2 separate regions of the Hordeum vulgare genome follow, and region 1 is linked to region 2. Evidence: chromatin contacts called from public Hi-C data. All regions are on one chromosome and are shown on one strand. The core of a region is the stretch at or near the end of the contact, and the rest is flanking DNA. Distances in the headings are between cores, read along the strand shown. Region 1 has its middle 83 kb from the start of LOC123407401. Region 2 holds the start of LOC123407401 (peroxidase N-like).

Evidence for each region. A called contact is a pair of places that touch in the nucleus more often than the background predicts.
Region 1: a contact with region 2 is called in a Hi-C map of leaf, with 4 times the contacts expected there. The contact joins the enhancer-like site here to the promoter of LOC123407401 in region 2. A contact is called at or near these places in 2 of 6 Hi-C or Micro-C datasets (both in leaf).

What each region holds. Positions count from the first base shown.
Region 1 is chr1H:79,681,981-79,686,669 of MorexV3_pseudomolecules_assembly, reverse strand. No RefSeq gene overlaps it. Among protein-coding and RNA genes, the nearest start is that of LOC123407401, 83 kb to the right of the region's middle. Within about 2 kb of position 3,194, at least 1 of the 3 cell types and tissues checked has open chromatin away from gene starts, as enhancers often do. A contact at or near this core is called in leaf, where this site is marked.
Region 2 is chr1H:79,598,375-79,603,219 of MorexV3_pseudomolecules_assembly, reverse strand. LOC123407401 (peroxidase N-like) reads right to left here and starts at 2,121. Exons shown (of 4, transcript XM_045100527.1): 1 at 1,837-2,121; 2 at 1,552-1,734; 3 at 1,294-1,459; 4 at 252-963. The coding sequence starts at 2,061. The coding sequence ends at 539.

The DNA of each region.
Region 1 (4,689 bases), core at 1,945-4,444, 82 kb before region 2:
GGATCCACTAGTTTAATGCTATGGTTAGACTTTGTCTTAATTCTTCTTTCGTAGTTGCGGATGCTTGCGAGATGGGTTAATCATAAGTGGGATGTTTGTCCAAGTAAGGACAGCATCCAAGCACCGGTCCACCCACATATCAAAATATCAAAGTAGCGAACGCGAATTATATGAACATGATGAAAACTAGCTTGACAAAAATTTCCATGTGTCCTCGGGAGCGCTTTACCTTATATAAGAGTTCGTCCAGGCTTGTCCCTTGCTACAAAAGGGATTGGGCCATCTTGCTGCACCTTTGTTACTATTGTTACTTGTTACCCGTTACGAATTATCTTATCACACAACTATCTGTTACCGATAATTTCAGTGCTTGCATAGAATACCTTGCTGAAAACCACTTGTCATTACCTTCTGCTCCTCATTGGGTTCGACACTCTTACTTATCTAAAGGACTACGATAGATCCCCTACACTTGTGGGTCATCACGCCCCCTACCTAGCGCGCCAAATGTCGGATTTTGGGCTCCGCAAAATCTCTAAGATTCGAACTCAGGCGCGCACGCGGAGGCCACTCAACAGATTCAGTTTACCAAGCACGTTACTCGTTGGCCAAGACTAAGGACTCACATGATGGTGAGGGGAGCACAGAACACAACAGTTTGTCCAGGTTCGGGCCGCGGCGAGGCGTAAAACCCTACTCCTGCTTTCGGTGGATTGCCTCTCACGGAGGTTAGTGGATGAACTAGTACAGTGCTCTTGAGCCTCCGGAGGCCAAGTGCTAGGCGTAGTGCTCTGCGGTTTCAATGATCCTATCCCCTTGGCAAGTATCCCACCCTCTCTCTTTATTGCGGAGGCCTGGGTCCTCTTCCTTTATCGTAGGCGGGAAGGGATCCCACAACGGCCAGTTTCGGTGAGAGACAAGGAAACATGCTTTCCCTGTTAAAAGTGGTTTTCGCCTGCAAAGTAAATGTCCGCGCCATCAGAGACGGACCTGAGGATGACGTTTGCCCTACTGCCGGGCGGCGACGGCTTCGTTGCACCAGAAGGGAAACCTTTGGAACCCCTGTACGCTCCCATCTCCTTTGCATCAAAGGGGAAACTGCCCCGCTCTGCCATCTGCTGCTCGCTTGTCCTTTCTTGGCGTCACCTTTGACTTCTGAGGCTGGGCTTTGCCTCGAAATGTCCGCCGCTTCGACGGGGTCCTGAGGAGGCCTCCTGCGGGTCTTGATGTCGTTCCTCCTCGTGAGGCTTGGCCCCTCACGAGGGCTTTGTCGAGCCTGCCGATGCTTGGTTGATGGAGTGGACCAGTCCTGGGCCACACACAGGCGAGTCCGGATACACCCGTTCCTAGAACGCCAACAGTTTTCTAGCTATATACTCCCACATGCTTGCAAACGTATGTGCTGCGCGTGTGCGGGTCGGTCATGTGTTGGGTGGTGCACCGTGTTCAAGTAGTGGAGAGACGAAATCTGATTTAAACACAACAGCTATGTTTCTGGGTAATACTATGTTAGCAAGTTTGGACTTTGGAGCAGTGGTACATATGTATGGGACATGGAGTTTGTGAACTCGAGCTCACATGGTTAAAGTATTTTCTAATGCTAGATTTTGTACATCGGATCTGGATCAAACACATGTCAATTAATCGTTGCAGCATGACCCTTTTTCTGTTGATTTTCTATGCAGCATTTTCACTGTAAAACTTGTCAAATCCTTATAAACAAGCATGGTAATTTATCTTTTTCGCATAGGAAATCTGGTCAACGGACTTTTTTAGCGCTAAAAATTAGAATTCAATTTGTTAGTGCTAAAAATCTGATGTCCGCTCACTACAAGAATAACTGTAGGACGGTTTTTTCTATGCCGACGACCTGCGTTGGTATATATGGAGGTACGCTGACCGTCAGGCAAAGACCATAGGCATAGTATGGCCGTAGGCATACCTTCATCTATGTCGACGGGGCTGTCGGCATATCCTCACCGTCGACATATACGTAGTCTCCTCTGCCCAGGCTCATATGAGAGGTTGACGCCGGTAAAACTATGTCGACGGTCATGACGATGGTCGTCGACATATCTTTTACCTTTTTTATTCGTAAAAAATCTACGTGGCAAATCTATGTCGACTGCCTCCGTCGGCATATAATTTTGTTTTTTCATTTTACATTTTAAAGCTTTAGATTTGATTAATTTAAAGGTGCTACCAGGGACTGCCACGTGGTGCTGGATGGCGCAAGTTTGACGACGACGTTGTCAACGGTCGTCAGGTGTAGTTGTCAGGTGTAGAATTTTCCCGATGATGTATGGATGCCGACGGCCGTACGGGCACCGTCAGCTTAGTCACCTATGCCGACGGTTTTTCTATGTCGACGGCCGCCCTCCAGTACATCGATGTGCGAGTTGCCGAGAGTTTAGTAGATTATTCTGGTAGTGGCTTATCTATCACGTAGCTTCCAAATTGTTTAAAGTTTTTTTTCAAAGATACTTCCTCCATTTCAAAATAAATGTCTCAACTTTGTACTGGTTTTAGTATATATTATACTCCATTCGTTCTAAATATTTGTCTTTTTAAAGATTCAACTACCGAGTATATACAAAGTAAAATAAGTGAACTTACACTCTAAATTATGTCTACATACATCTATACGTAGTCTGTAATGAAAATCTTTAAAAGGATAAATATTTAGGAACGGAGGGAGTGTGAAGCTTGAGACATTTGTTTTCGGACGGAGGGAATATACAACAAATCCATATGTGGTGTGTTTAGCAACATCCGGAGGATCAAACACCAATGACCTTTGGGGTAGTTGATGAAGACGGTACGGCGGAATATGCCCAACCACTTTGGATGGCGGGTGTAGTACAATTCTAGATTTCTTAAACCTGATTTACTTTTAGTTTAATTAAAGGAGATTTGTACTTCGTAATATGTCTGGATATTTGCTATTTGTTTTTCCAAATCATTCAAATTATATATTTGCTAAGATATTTTCATAGAGAGGCCGTGGGCAAGCTCCTTTTCGAAGAAGAAAAAGAATATATCTTATGGACAACCACACCAGAGATGTTTTATTAGATATTTCCTCTTCCTTACCATTAATATCTCATCAACCAACAGACTGAATATGAGTGCAACTCTCGAAGGAATGTGACGGCATCAACATTGATATATATTAGATATTCTAAACCCAAGATAGAAGATCGTCGTGAGACGAAACTTCCTTCCTTCTCCATTCGATGACGACGGCTGTGTTTCCATGCATACATGCAACGTCCATGTCATTTTCATATTGTACCAACATGATTACAACTAATTTTAGGAGCTTTCACCACTACCATTTTCCTTCAGAAATACATGGTCGTAAGAGATATGCATCCAGTGAAACTTAGCAAGGAAACAAAAGCCTTAGCTACCTTTAAAGTTTCTCCCGCATCCTTTCGTGTATCAGTGTATCAGGGAATCAATCCGCAGACATGAATACGGAAGAAAAACATCAGACTCTAGCCCATACATTTTAACAACAACTCGAATCAACAAGACAAAATTCATGCAAACACGGCCAAATTTCATATAAACACCACAGGTTTCATATAAAAATATCGGATTTACATATAAACATGAAGGATATCATTACATTTACATCAACTAAGTAGTGCTAGTTCGAGTGTGGAGGTATAATTAATACCTAATCTAAATGATTGTTAATGGATCCCTCTGTCTTCCTCATGTCCAACAGGCCGATCACCAGACTGTTGGGAGTGTCGATGGCATATCCTTTTGCTCAACGGATGGCTCGCTTCCCCACCGATCGTCAGTCTGGAACCCCCGAATGTTGCTTCAACGGGAGGGGAAGGGGTTGCCTTCGCTTCCAGGGATCCCATGTGGGGTCAACGATTGTCCTCGCAAAAGAAGAACCGGGCAAGACACCAGCTGTGTACGCCGGTGTCGCCTCGGCGGTGGCCTTCGTGAGACCCAAGCGACGACAACCTCCTGTATTCTACTTCTCCTTGATGATGGTGGCGTACTCAAAGGTGCTGGCCACCGACTCGTCGCTCTCCGTTCACCCAACTTCTGTCTCTATCTGCATGGCGCGGACGCAAGCACGGGAGACACGGTCGCAGATACGGGAGACGCAGTTGCCGTCGTGCCCCCCATCGTACCAGCGTGGAGCAACTCACCACTCCTCATCGACCTGGCCTAGAGCGGCGAGTTGTTGAATCACGCGTCGGCTTGGGGCGGTAACTGACTTCGTCGGGATAGGCCAGGGGGGTGGAGCAGCGAGCTCCTTTGCTCGTATATGGTGGGCTGGCGGGCCACCAAGCCGGCTTGTATGCCGAGGAACTGCTCTTCGAAAGCCATTGGAAAAGTTGAGTGAATGGTGAAGGAGGAGATTGGAGAGCGGTGGAGGGGTGCGACTCTTGCCTGACTTTTGTCCTCGTTTAAACTGAGGGCGGACGAAAGGATCTCGTCCGGCGTTGTGTTTAATTCTGGCCCACTCATGATCGGATGTGTAGCCGAAGTAGGTTTCTCAGCTTCCACGTGCGTTTATTGAAGGCGTTTGAATGTGACGGGGAGCCGTGTTCAGCTGGGCGTGCATGTTGGCTTTTAAACCATAGATCAAATCACGACCGAAGCTAATACACGGACGTGTGTAAAGCTGGCTTGAAGCAAGCAAGCAAGCAAGCAGGT
Region 2 (4,845 bases), core at 872-3,371:
TCTCCCTCATTTCCATCTCATGTGTGGAAAATACTATGACAACGTAAATCTACTCATAATTGGTTGTTGTTGGTTAATAATTTCCTTGTCCACATGGCCATGATCCGCAGCATGCAAGCCAGGTCAAACTGTAGAGACAGTTAAGATCAACCGCATGATGTGACAAAATTGAATGGAGTCAAATCAATCAACGTGGCCATCAGTCCATTGATTGTTCACCAGCTCGCACTCAAACCAGGATCATAATTAGATGATTATGAAATGTGAAGAGTTATATTTGATCTTATTTTTTCCAGCATTTAACATATTAATATCACACACATACAAGAACACATTTGATTGCCTGATTTAATTCCAAGATCATCTAGCAGTTGATGAAGTAGCACCCAGTTTGTTCTACTGGCTAGCACCACTGCACGAGCGCCTGGGATTGGATCCTCAGTTCCTCACTCCTGCTTTATTAACCAGTTGGCTAGTTCTTCCTAGCTACACATTCATCCTCTTTCACTAGCAGCTGATGAGCTCTGCTCGCCGTTGCTCATTTGGGATTCGGAACCCTGCAGTTGCAGCGGATCTCGCCGGCGCCGGCGGATTCCGGCAACGGTATGCTCCCCATCTTCACCATGGACGCGCCGAAGTCCGAGAAGAACTGCTCGCCGTCTTCGCTGTACGTCTCCACCAGCGCCTTGGTGGTGCTGGCGACGACGTCCTCATTGCCGGAGAAGAGGCCCTGGTCGGAGGAGAGGAGGCCCTTCTTGCTCAGCAGGTTGTGGTAGTACTGCTTGTCGAACACGTCCGGGGAGCCCACGTCCAGCGCGGTGGTCTGGTTGCCGTCGCCGCCGGTGCAGAGCTTCTGCAGGTTAGCAGCCATGGTGGCGTCCAGCGTCGGGTCGGCCGAGCTCTTGGTGGACGTCAGCCGATCGCTGAACAGCACGCATCTGGATCGTCCGATCGTGTGGGCACCTGTCGGTTTTGACGTTCAGAAATATTATTAGTTTTGCAAATTTGACGTACAGAATTTAGGTCATGTGTAATGTGTTCTTGACAATAGAGTTTTTCGTTCTGCACCCCATTCCATAAGATCAGGTCAAGTGGTCAACTGTATGATAATTGGCCTAAGAAAATTTTGTGACAGTTTGCATGTGAGGAATGAAATTTCAGAACTAGTTGCTTCTACTCTGATAAGCATGGCCACGCCCACACTGTCACAATTTCATTTTCAGGGATGTAGCACAGAGTTTAATTCTAGTTGTGAACTTTCGTGGAGTTTGTTGGTTTTGTGACAACTGTTACCTGACAGGACCACGACGTCTTTGGTGTCGAGGCCGACATCGGCAAATTTTTGTACGATGGAGCTGATCGGCTCGAACGGCGAGGGCAGGCCGTTGTCGGCTCCTGACTGATTCGCCTTCAGACCGTCCCTTCTCCCCAGAAGAACATCATAGTAAGGTCCTCCACTCTGAAAACAATCAGTGCATAGCTACTCAATACCTTGCCTGACAAGCTGAATGTAGCTGAAAAAATGGAGTATAAGAGCAGTAAGATGCTCACAAAGAGTACTCCATAGCCAGCTGCAAGGGCTACAACGTCAGCACAGGACACCACGCCGGGGCACATGTTTTCGAGGTCAGCCTTGATTGCGTCGATGACCTCGTACCCTCTGACGGAGTTCTGGTTGGGCAGTGCGAATTTCTCGGCGTCGGCACCATCCAGCAAGATTGAACCATCACACCCCTGCATACACCGCAACATATGTTTTCAGTAACTGCAACAAAATAGTAGCTGTACAGCAACATAACATTCATGGTAGAAAAGTTAAGAAGAAAGTTGAGGTACATTGACAAAGCAGTCATGGAAATGGAGCCTGAGCAGGGAGGCTCCCATCCTCGGCTCTTCCCTCATGGCAGCAAACACTTGCTGCTGGACAACGTCGTACACTCCGGGGCATGACCAGTCATAGAAATCACTGGTTAACTCGTCACACCTTGCGCCTTGGGTTACGAGGCACAGCACAAGAACTGAGCACACCAGGAGAAACCTGCTGCGGTGAGAGTACTCCATGTCTCAACACTTACAGTCCCACTTACTACTACACTGTCTTTGAGACTTGGACTGCCTGCATTGTTCATGGTCTCTTGGCTTGTTCTTATAGACAGTTAAAGTGGTGAATACCAGTTCCTGGTACGAAAAGTCATCGCGATAGTGGTGGGGCTGCGCATGAACCGATCTTCTCTTATTAACAAACATTTTCTTGTGCCAAAACAGCACATTCTGAAAATGGCAATTGGATGCCATGGTGGAGTCACTAGTGTGATGGTGCTGCACTTAGCATGCTTCCGTTTCCTTTTTGTCTCAAGTCCAAGGTGTAGTGGTCTAGTGGAGACCCAACCATAGGAAATTGTAATGTATTGCATGCAGTTTCGTGTGCGGATTGGGCCGCCTGCATTATCCCGCTAAATGATGCAGAGCCTGGTGGTAATAAAATCACTCTCTCGTGCAGGAAAAAAATGTTTGATCTGGTGATACGGAAGAGGTTTTCAACGATACCTGAGTTGCAAATGGTGTCGTGAAGTGCATCTCTGTTTAGAGTGGATTACACAGTTCAGTGAATGTGATGGTGCTTCAAGTCAAACTTAATAGTATATATGATCGGTTTCTTTAGTCATGGTGCTATCCATATAGATTGGCATTACAGTAGAAAACTCGAACACGGATTTAGGTACGCCTGAGAAGTTAGTTTTGGAGAACATGAATAAGAACCAAATATAATTAGAACTAATTAAAACGTAGTGCATGTTTTTTGAGGATCAATTAATTTCTGATTTTTTAATATCTCGGTTTGTTATTTAGACCTTTTGGAGTTTGCGGGTAAATAAAACTGACTGTTATCGCTTGATATATAGCCTGCAAGTATATGTATGTTGCTGGTGTTTAACACTTGAGAAGTCGAAAGTGCCCTTCTCCTCCCGAGATCATTTGAGCTCGGTGAATAGTAAAATAAATAAAAAATTAAAGAACATTCAAGAAATTCTGAATTTTTTTTAGACCAACATTGACAAAAGTATTAAGTGTGTACACAAATTTGATATGACATAACATTCCTACAAGTCGTGGAAAATAAAACAAAATCGATACTCCGAAAATGCGCTTTTGAGAGCATCGATTTGTTTTTTTTTTTGCCAAACCTTGTAGGAATGTTATTTCATGCCAAAATTTTTCACGCACTTAAAACTTTTGTCAATGTTGGTTTAAAAAAAATTAAACCTTTTTCTTTTCTTTTTCAATTTTACCGTTTACTGAGCTCAAATAAGTTCGGGAATAGAAACTCTGAGTCTTTGAGAACTAACTTTTTCATTATTGTAGAGACAACAGAAAACACTGATTAATTGCTTGTATGACTATCTATGTTGAGGCAAAACACTAGGTTGCCACCATCTAAATATCGAATACCAATGAAGGCAAGGCACAAATTTAAGGCCACACAACTTCTTTAAAAATTAACGTTTTGAAGGAATTCATGCTCACATCTTGAACACTTGATCAAATAATTTTATGAAGAAAATAAAAAAGTCCAGCATTGGAATACCTTCGAGTATATGGAACTTTTTTATTTAAAAAAACCGACTAGTATTGCCTGTTCACAATTTGAGTCATCCTGCATGCCTCTCCTTTGCTATTCGGCGGCCCTCGGCCTCTTTCCTCGCACAATCCTTCTCCTGGTGATTTCCCGTAGCCATTGTCGGACAAAACCGACGGACAAGATGAAGGATGTTCTTTTTGAAGATCAAAATAGCGCCCGCCAAATAGCCACAAATGTGACATTTCAACACCACCACATCTGTCGTGGATATAATCCTGAAAATACTATGATGGTAGGAATGTAGAAGCAATCGTATCTACTGTAACGGTGCAGGTGGGAGTGCGTGTAAGGAAATATGTGGAGGTAATACCCTACTCATGTGGTGCTCCTATCTCTTGGCGTAAGATGCAAGGTGCCAATGTTTAATCCTCAGCGTGAAGCTCCCCTCCTCGCTTATATAGAGCGTGCTAGGAGGGGGTACATAATGCACTCGGGTGGATGTTGTTTATGGCCTTAGGTGTGGCCGGCTATTTGATAGCATTTATTATTGGTAACTACCATATTTAACTAGATTATTGCACTGTTGGGTAAACAACACCTTTAAGACATCGTGGGTGAGAGGTATACTAGGTAGCCTCCACTGTTAGCATAGTTGACTGCTCTGTTCGTGTCCCATGCCGACTGCTGGTCCCTGGCTATCAGGTGGCTCATGATCTGATTGTTGGAACTTAGTGCATTCTTGAGCCATCTTCCTTATGTTTGATGGGATGATGACAATGCCCCATTGCCCATGGTCTTCTCGGTTGTATCTTGGACGTGTCATGGGTCTTTGGTGGGCCATCCAAATACTTGGAACTACCCCGTATATATAACCCAGATAGTATCATCTGAGTTAGTTGAAGTCTCGCTGGAGAGGATGACCGTCTGCTTCTCGATGAAGAGGTTTCTGGCTGTTCCACGAGCTTTAGGTTCGACTGAGAGACCTCGGCGCCCTAAGTTTGTTAATGCCTTCGGAGGATAAACACGCAAACACTTCAGATGAATACTCAGTGATACCCATTTTGCAATCTCTTCTGGAGAGGACGGCTCGTGACCTAACTAAGGGTGTATCATCAAATTTATGTGTCGTCTGCAATTGATAAGATCAATTGTTCCTGGATAGATGCCTACGATTAAAAACAACTGACATGTTAAGATCCAAATTCGAATTGGTTCCTGATCCTGGTCAAAGACCACTGTGTTCGCACCGGCGGTCCAACAAAGAG